Regions from separate parts of the Rattus norvegicus genome. Here region 1 is linked to region 2. The links are chromatin contacts, called in public Hi-C maps. All regions are on one chromosome and are shown on one strand. The core of a region is the stretch at or near the end of the contact, and the rest is flanking DNA. Distances in the headings are between cores, read along the strand shown.

Region 1 (3,456 bases), core at 518-3,017, 170 kb before region 2:
ATAGTCAAGACCAGGTCTTAAACTCTGCTGGGTCTTATCCATCTGGAGGAGCTGGTGTTCAACTCCACGACACCCCAGCTTGTGTCAGCACTACTCACCCCCACAAGATGGCCCAGTGTGACAGACAAGCCAATGGATAAGGCTGGGGAGCCCACAGGGCTGGTTCGGCGAGAGTCGGTGGAGGAGAAGATGCAGAGGGCTAGCTGGAAAGTCAAGATTAACTCCACCACCATGGCCTTGCCAGGCGTTGTGTTGTTGTTCAGCTGTAAGGAAGAGCTGGGTTAGGAGCCTGCTGCCTTCAGGCTCTGTGACAGGGGTAGACAAGCGAGGCTCTGGTCTTCAAGGACACCTAGAGCCTGAGCTCTTGGAAGCCAAGAGCATGACCCAGACGGGCTATTGGAGAAACCGCACTTCAGTGTGCACAAGCTTGAAGCTCTCAGGCCTGTAGCCGGAGGGTAGGGTGTCAGCGAGTTTTCCTGGGTGCCATCATGTCAACGACTCTGCCCAATCCCCAGCCCCCATGAGCTGGCATTTACCCTCCCTCCTGTGGGCAGCTGCCCAGTTTGCCTACTGCAAACAGCCCCTGGCCTCCTATCCGTGCCTGACCCACTGCCAGTGCCAACTTCAAACCCGTCTCTCCAGTGGCTGACTCACAGCTTGACAATGGCCGAGAAAATCCTCCTCTGTGTTTGATTAATGAGCCCAGTTCACATGGGACAGGGGGCTGAATCTAGGGCTCCAAAAATGGGGAGACAACAGGAGGCAGGAACAGGGATTACAGAAGAGGGAGCCAGTATTGGGGGCGGTGTCCCATCATGGCTTCCAAGTGCAATCCCCACGACACTGTGCTCTAATCACCTCCACGTAATGGCTAATAAACTGGAAGCCCAGGGAGATCACGGTTGCTCTAGACCGGGACTGATTACTACTACCCCTTGCTCTCTGGTGGGTCTGTTAAAATGACACCACCAAGGGGATGACAAGAAAGAACTCACAGGTGAGATTAGAAATTGAAGAGATGTCTCGGTGGCCAGGGGGAGTTAGGCCAGGAAGAGCGGCCTAAGAGGGAAGGGTAGAGGAGGTAGAATGTGAAGAGAAGCCAGGACCAAGGAGCCAGGACCAGGGAGCACCGAGCTTGGCTAGGAGGTTGGTCAGCCTGTTCTTACCGGCATAGTTGTGCACTGTTGCTTGGCTTGTACCCTTTATCCTTTCTTAAGAAGGGGGAAGCATGGAGGATCTGGTCTGAAATGTCCCCAGCGTCCCTGGCCATCCCTCCACAGTCTGGTGGACACTCACCGCATTGACGGCCAGGTTACCCCGGGCATTGAGTGGCGCCAGCCAGTACAGGATGCCTGCCCCAGCAATGGCGCCCACCAGCTGGGCTGCCACGTAGAAGACAGCTCGGAGCAGCGAGATCTGGTTTCCTATTAAGAGGGCCAGAGTAATGGCTGGATTGATGTGGCCACCACTCACAGGTCCCAGAGCTTGGGCTAAGGTACCTATGGCCAGGCCAAAGGCAATTGAGATTTGCAGAATGGTGGGCAGAGCCGAGGGCCACTTGAGTGCTGAGCCCAGGCCAAAGAAGACGAAGATGAGGGTGGCCAGGAACTCTGCGAACACCGCCTTGAAGAAGGCAAGGGAGCACACCTCCTTTTTCATGGTGGCCTTGGGGGCCCGGTGGCAGCGGGAGGGTTGCGGGGCGGCCGTCGGGGCGGCGCTGGTAGCGGCGGGCGTCTGTCTGCGGGGCTCTGCGCGCGGTGCGGTGCCCACTCGGTGGCAGGTGACCTGGCGCGGACCGGGCAGGGGCGCGCTATATAGAGGGCGCGCGCCCCGCGGCGGGCAGAGCGCGGGGGGGCCGGGGGCGGCTCCCGCGCCCAGGGGCCAGCGCAGAGCGCAGGGCGCGAGCCTGGCCGGGGCGCGCTCGCCTCCCCCCGCTCCGCGCGCCCCGGGCCCCCCAGCCGCACAGCGGCGGACCCGCCCGGGCCACGTGACCCACGCGGCGGTGTAAACCGGCCCCGCGGCCTGGGTCGCGCGCATCGTGCGCTCAGCGCTGTTCCCGCGCCCTCCTGGCCGACGTGCGTGCGGGACTCCCCGGGCTGCTGAGCGCGGTCCTGGCTCTCCGCTCCCACAGAGCTCTGGAAGTCCGTCTCCGGCCGGCTTTACCGGCGTCCCGGGCCGACCGGCAGCCTTCCCCCTTTCTCCTCCTCTGGCTCGCGCGACCCGAGCATCTTGACCCGGTCTCACCCTCGGCCCGGCCAGAGTGATGCGATTCTCTGAGGACAGCGCCTCTTAGCTCCCAATCCGCCCGTGGCGGGGGCGGTTCGGCCATTGTGGGCCTCTCCCCGGTCCAGCCCGGCGGGAGCGGGGGCGTTGGGTCGGGAGCGCAATGCCAGCCTAATGGCAATCCTCGACGCCGCGTGTGGCAGTGTTGGCTCTAGGCAGCGGGCTCTAGGAGGCGTTCTCAGTGGGAGCCCTTGGGGACCTCGGAGTGTTGACCAATTTGGGTTGTTTGGGCTTAGGGAAGTGGCCCTGAGACTGGTGTCAGAGGGAAGGATCTTGGCCTCTTCTGTTTCCAACCCACCAGAACTCCCTCACTTTAGACCTTTGAGTGGCTGTTTGCTTTTTATCCTTGTTCTTTCTTCTCTCTCTCTCTCTCTCTCTCTCTCTCTCTCTCTCTCTCTCTCTCTCTCTCTCTCTCCATGTGCGTGAGTTCCTCCATCTCTCTGACTCTTGGTTTTTGCTTTTTCTTTCTTTTTTTCCCCCAGTCAATCCGTCCATTACTGTTTCTAGCTCTTTCCTTGGTCTCTTTTAACCTGTGGGTCTTTATTTCTGCCCGGCTATCTCCCATTCCTACGTCGGACACTCATACAGTTTGTCTTTCTGGCCCCCACCCCCACCCCATCAAGTCCTTCCACTCTTGTACTGGGCAGCACATTTTTATAGTTTCCAGCTCCCTCTTGTCCTCCCAACCCTCCCTCTGCAGGTTTGGTATGTGTGAAAGGAGATTGGAGGGCTTTCCAGGGTTTGGGGGCAGGGCAAGGATCCACCCTCAGGATCCCAGAAAAGGAGCTGCCTACCCTCTGCCCCCCAAAATTCGTGCTTGAGCTCTTTGCATGGTATCACCCATAGAGCAAGGCCCAGGAGAGTCACCTCCGCCTTGGTCAATTTTAAAAACCTCCTAGGGCAATTGAGCAGTAGGGTGCAGTGGGGGAATACACGTGTCCAGCAGGGGAGGAGGGTGGAGCCTACAGGAAGGCAAGAACCGGGAGGAGGAACCTTGGGCCAGGTGGCAGCTAAGAGGCCAAAGAAAACAGGGTCCAAAGAAACCCCACTATTGTTCCCATTCTGCCTGGCATTTCCTGCTGAGCGACTCCTCCCTAACGGCTCTGGTCAGGTGGACTGTTCTTTTCTCCGGAGTCGCAGGGCTATGCCCCCCGCAGAGCAAGGCAGTACATC
Region 2 (3,595 bases), core at 481-2,980:
GGGGGCTCCAGGCTGCTTAGTCCCAGCTCCCTCTTCAGGCCGAGCCATCTTTCGGTGCTGGGCTTCCTGCCCACCAGCTGTGCCACCTCTGCCCAACCTGGCTGCAACCCTGCCCCAAAGCCCCCATGGGGCTGATTTTGGAAGCCCCAGGCTTACGGAGTTTGGGGAGTGAGGGGGACAAGTTGCCTTCTCTCTCTGCCCTGGTCCTCCCTGCTGTCTGAATGGTGCTGCCTCCTTTCCCCACATCGTGGGGTCTGTCTGTCTGTCTTCATCTTTGTTTATATATATATATATATATATATATATATATATATATATATATATATATATATATATATATATATATATATATATATATATATAAAAGCGCCTGGCCAAGTCCCCACGCCCGACCCGCACTGCGGTTAATTTATCTGTTGTTGAATGGCAGCCTCTGCTCCTGCGGTATCCCTAATAAAATATGGAGGCCTCTCCCCACCGCGACTGTTGTATGGCAACGCCACCATATGCTGTCTTCTCTATAACCCTTCAGGTGGATGGGTGTGCACTTTCAGGGCTTTGTGAGGCTGTGTGCCCTGGAGGAGATGGCTGGAGACCCCTAGGAGGTGACTTACAGGGACCTGCTTAGATCTAAGATTGGGAGAATGTCCCTGACTTGGTGGGGCACAAGGCCATGCAGCCTTGGAGAGAAAATGGGAGAAGAGGTCTGTGATCATGCACTCAAGCCCCTCCGTGTGCCAGATAGGGGACAGGCCAGTTCAGAGCAGTCTCACTGGCTTATGTGAAGGCGTAGAACAAGTCAATGACTACCCAGGCTGAAAGGGAAGAAGCCTGGTAGGAATCCCCTCACACCTGCACACCATGCAGTCTCTCTCCCCATGTCCCCATGCTTTATAAACCATCTCTGTATGGCTTGGGAGCACTAGAAGAAGCCAAGGATATTTATCACCAGAGCTGGCGTTCCAAATAACCGTATCACTACAGACCTTGGTTTTCCTCATCTGTATATTAGATTGTGGAAGGCCAGGTGGTCCTGTCAGCAGCCTTCTCCTTCATGCTCTGTGCTCCGTCCCACATCTGGCCTCTGCCTTCTTCCTTCAGCTGAGGTCATCATTAAAGAAATTAACAAGGGTCTGATGATGCAGTCTCATTCCTGCCCTCTTCCTAGGAGGGCTAAAGAAGTCTGCATCCTCCTGACTGGTTTCTTGACCTATTATTGGTCTAAGTCTGATGCATTACATCATTTCCTGTTAGAACTGCTTTGGCCTTCTGGATCCCGTTCCTTCCTGGAAAGGAATTTGGCATGGTGGGCTTGATTTCCTTACATCTCCTTCCCTTCAAAGCTAAGACCAAAGGGCCCATCCGTGTTCTCTCCAGGATCTGGTCAGTATGCTAGGAACTTGAATATACCAGGTGCCACCTCACTCCCTGGGTCAGTACGAGTTGACTGGAGAAATGACCCAGGGCATGGACCATAATGGTCCCCGGAGGCAGCCCTGCCCACCATGGTTCTGCCTGAGCCCAGTCAGCATTAGCCCAGATGATAATGCCCAGCCCCTGACCCCGCCCACACCGGAGGGAGCATGTGGGTGCGTTTACTGATACTCCAGGGAACCCAGTTTCTTGGCCGCCAAGAAAAGCTTCGCTGAAAGCCTCCTTGATCCTGGCTGGGGCAGAACACTTGGTGTCTCCGTTTGCAACAGCTGCTTGCAAAGTTCCAGTGACCTCACTCTCCTCAAGAACAATGGGCGAATGTTCATGTAAGACCTCAGCTGGTTTTCCTGAACACAGGAAGTTCAGACTGCCAAACAGCTGCCCTCCCCCCAGAAGGCCAAAAGCAAAAGGTGGGAAAGAGGCAGCCCACACTGGCACCTCTCTTTTTGCAGGACTCCCCGCCCTCCCTCCCCACACCCCAAAAAAGAAAAAGAACTGAGCCTCACTGGGCTGCCAGGGCTTTATCGCTCCCCTCCTTTTCCCCTACAAATAGTATGTTTTGTTTCCTTTAAAAAAGTTTAAAAAAAGAAAACATGCGCTTCGGCAGACTCCTGACCCCGCCCTTGCTCTCTGGGGCAATTCAAGTGGTATAAATAAATCCCTTAAAGCCACAAGCTCGCCTCACCGTAAGTACTTGTGGACCTGTCTGATTTTAGAGTAGGGACCAGCTTTTTAAAAAAAAAAAAAAAGGGGTTGGGGATTTAGCTCAGTGGTAGAGCGCTTGCCTAGGAAGCGCAAGGCCCTCGGTTCGGTCCCCAGCTCCGAAAAAAAGAACCAAAAAAAAAAAAGTTTTAATTATTAAAGACCTAAATTTGGGCTGGTTCACAGCCATCCCTAACTCCAGTTTCAGGGTACCTCTTGCTGTGGGAACATGAACCCTAGTTTCAAACACCTAGCCAGCACCTACATAAAAGCCAGGCTAGAAGGTGTGTGTCTGTAACCTCAGTACTTGGGGAAGGGAAGGGGGAGGGGGTGGGCAAAACCAGGTGGCTATCAGGGCTTGATAAGTAGCCAGGCGGGACAATGCTAAGTCATAGGTTCAATAACAGGCTGTCTTCCCCCCCCCACCCCCTCAGCTGAGTACTGAACCCAGGGCCTTGTACTTCTAGGCAAGCGGTCTACCACTGAGCTAAATTCCCAACCCCCAATAACAGGCTGTCTTAATAAGAAAGCAAGGCCAAGTTTGGTGGCTCACACTGTTGATCCCAGCACTTGGGAGGCAGAGGCAGGTGGATCTCTAAGTTTGAGGCTAACTTGGTCTACAGAGTGAGTTCTAAGTCATCCAGGCCTACACAAAGAAACTGTTTCAAACACACACACACACACACACACACACACACACACACACACACACACACACACGGGGGGTGGGGGGCAACCTTTTTGGAAGCCAGGTGTGAGTTGTTAACACCTGTGACCTCAGCACCTGGGAGGGAGGGGCAGGAGGTCAGGCTCTCCAGGCCTTCCGAGCTACAGAATGTAGCCTCAGCTACAGAAGAGCCTGTTTCAAAAACAGCCCCTGGTGGCTCACAGTAAAGGCCTTACCACCAAGCCTGACAACCTCAGTTCCCTTCCCCAGACTCACATGATAGAAGGAGAAAACAGACTCTTTTTTTTTTTTTTTTGGTTCTTTTTTTTCGGAGCTGGGGACCGAACCCAGGGCCTTGCACTTCCTAGGCAAGCGCTCTGCCACTGAGCCAAATCCCCAGCCCTGAAAACAGACTCTTGACAGCTGTCCTCTGACTTAAATTTTGTGCTCTGCACTTGCTCACCCATAAATGTATTTAATAAAAAATAAAATATATAGGTATATGTTTTATAAAAATATATGGGGCTGGAGTGATGGCTCAGAGGTTAAGAGCACTGACTGCTTTCCAGAGGTCCTGAGTTCAAATCCCAGCAACCACATGGTGGCTCACAACCATCTGTAATGGGATCTGATGCCCTTTTCTGTGTCTGAAGACAGCTACAGTGTATTCATATAAATAAATAAATAAATAAATCTTTAAATAAATATATATTTTTTTCTTTTTTCTTTTTTTTCGGAGCTGGGGACCGAACCCAGGGCCTTGCACTTGCTAGGCAAGCGCTCTACCACTGA

Evidence for each region. Hi-C and Micro-C count contacts between places; a contact is called where the count stands out from the background.
Region 1: a contact with region 2 is called in a Hi-C map of Schwann cells, with 8 times the contacts expected there. The contact joins the promoter of Aqp5 here to the enhancer-like site in region 2. A contact is called at or near these places in 3 of 12 Hi-C or Micro-C datasets (the A7r5 cell line, Schwann cells and mammary epithelial cells).

What each region holds. Positions count from the first base shown.
Region 1 is chr7:132,599,839-132,603,294 of GRCr8, reverse strand. Aqp5 (aquaporin 5) reads right to left here and starts at 1,767. Exons shown (of 4, transcript NM_012779.2): 1 at 1,297-1,767; 2 at 99-263. The coding sequence starts at 1,659.
Region 2 is chr7:132,431,111-132,434,705 of GRCr8, reverse strand. It overlaps Nckap5l (NCK-associated protein 5-like), which reads left to right. Exons shown (of 13, transcript NM_001271369.3): 13 at 1-1,132. Among named protein-coding and RNA genes, the nearest start is that of Tmbim6, 27 kb to the right of the region's middle. Within about 2 kb of position 1,730, at least 35 of the 93 cell types and tissues checked have an H3K27ac peak or open chromatin away from gene starts, as enhancers often do. A contact at or near this core is called in Schwann cells, where this site is marked.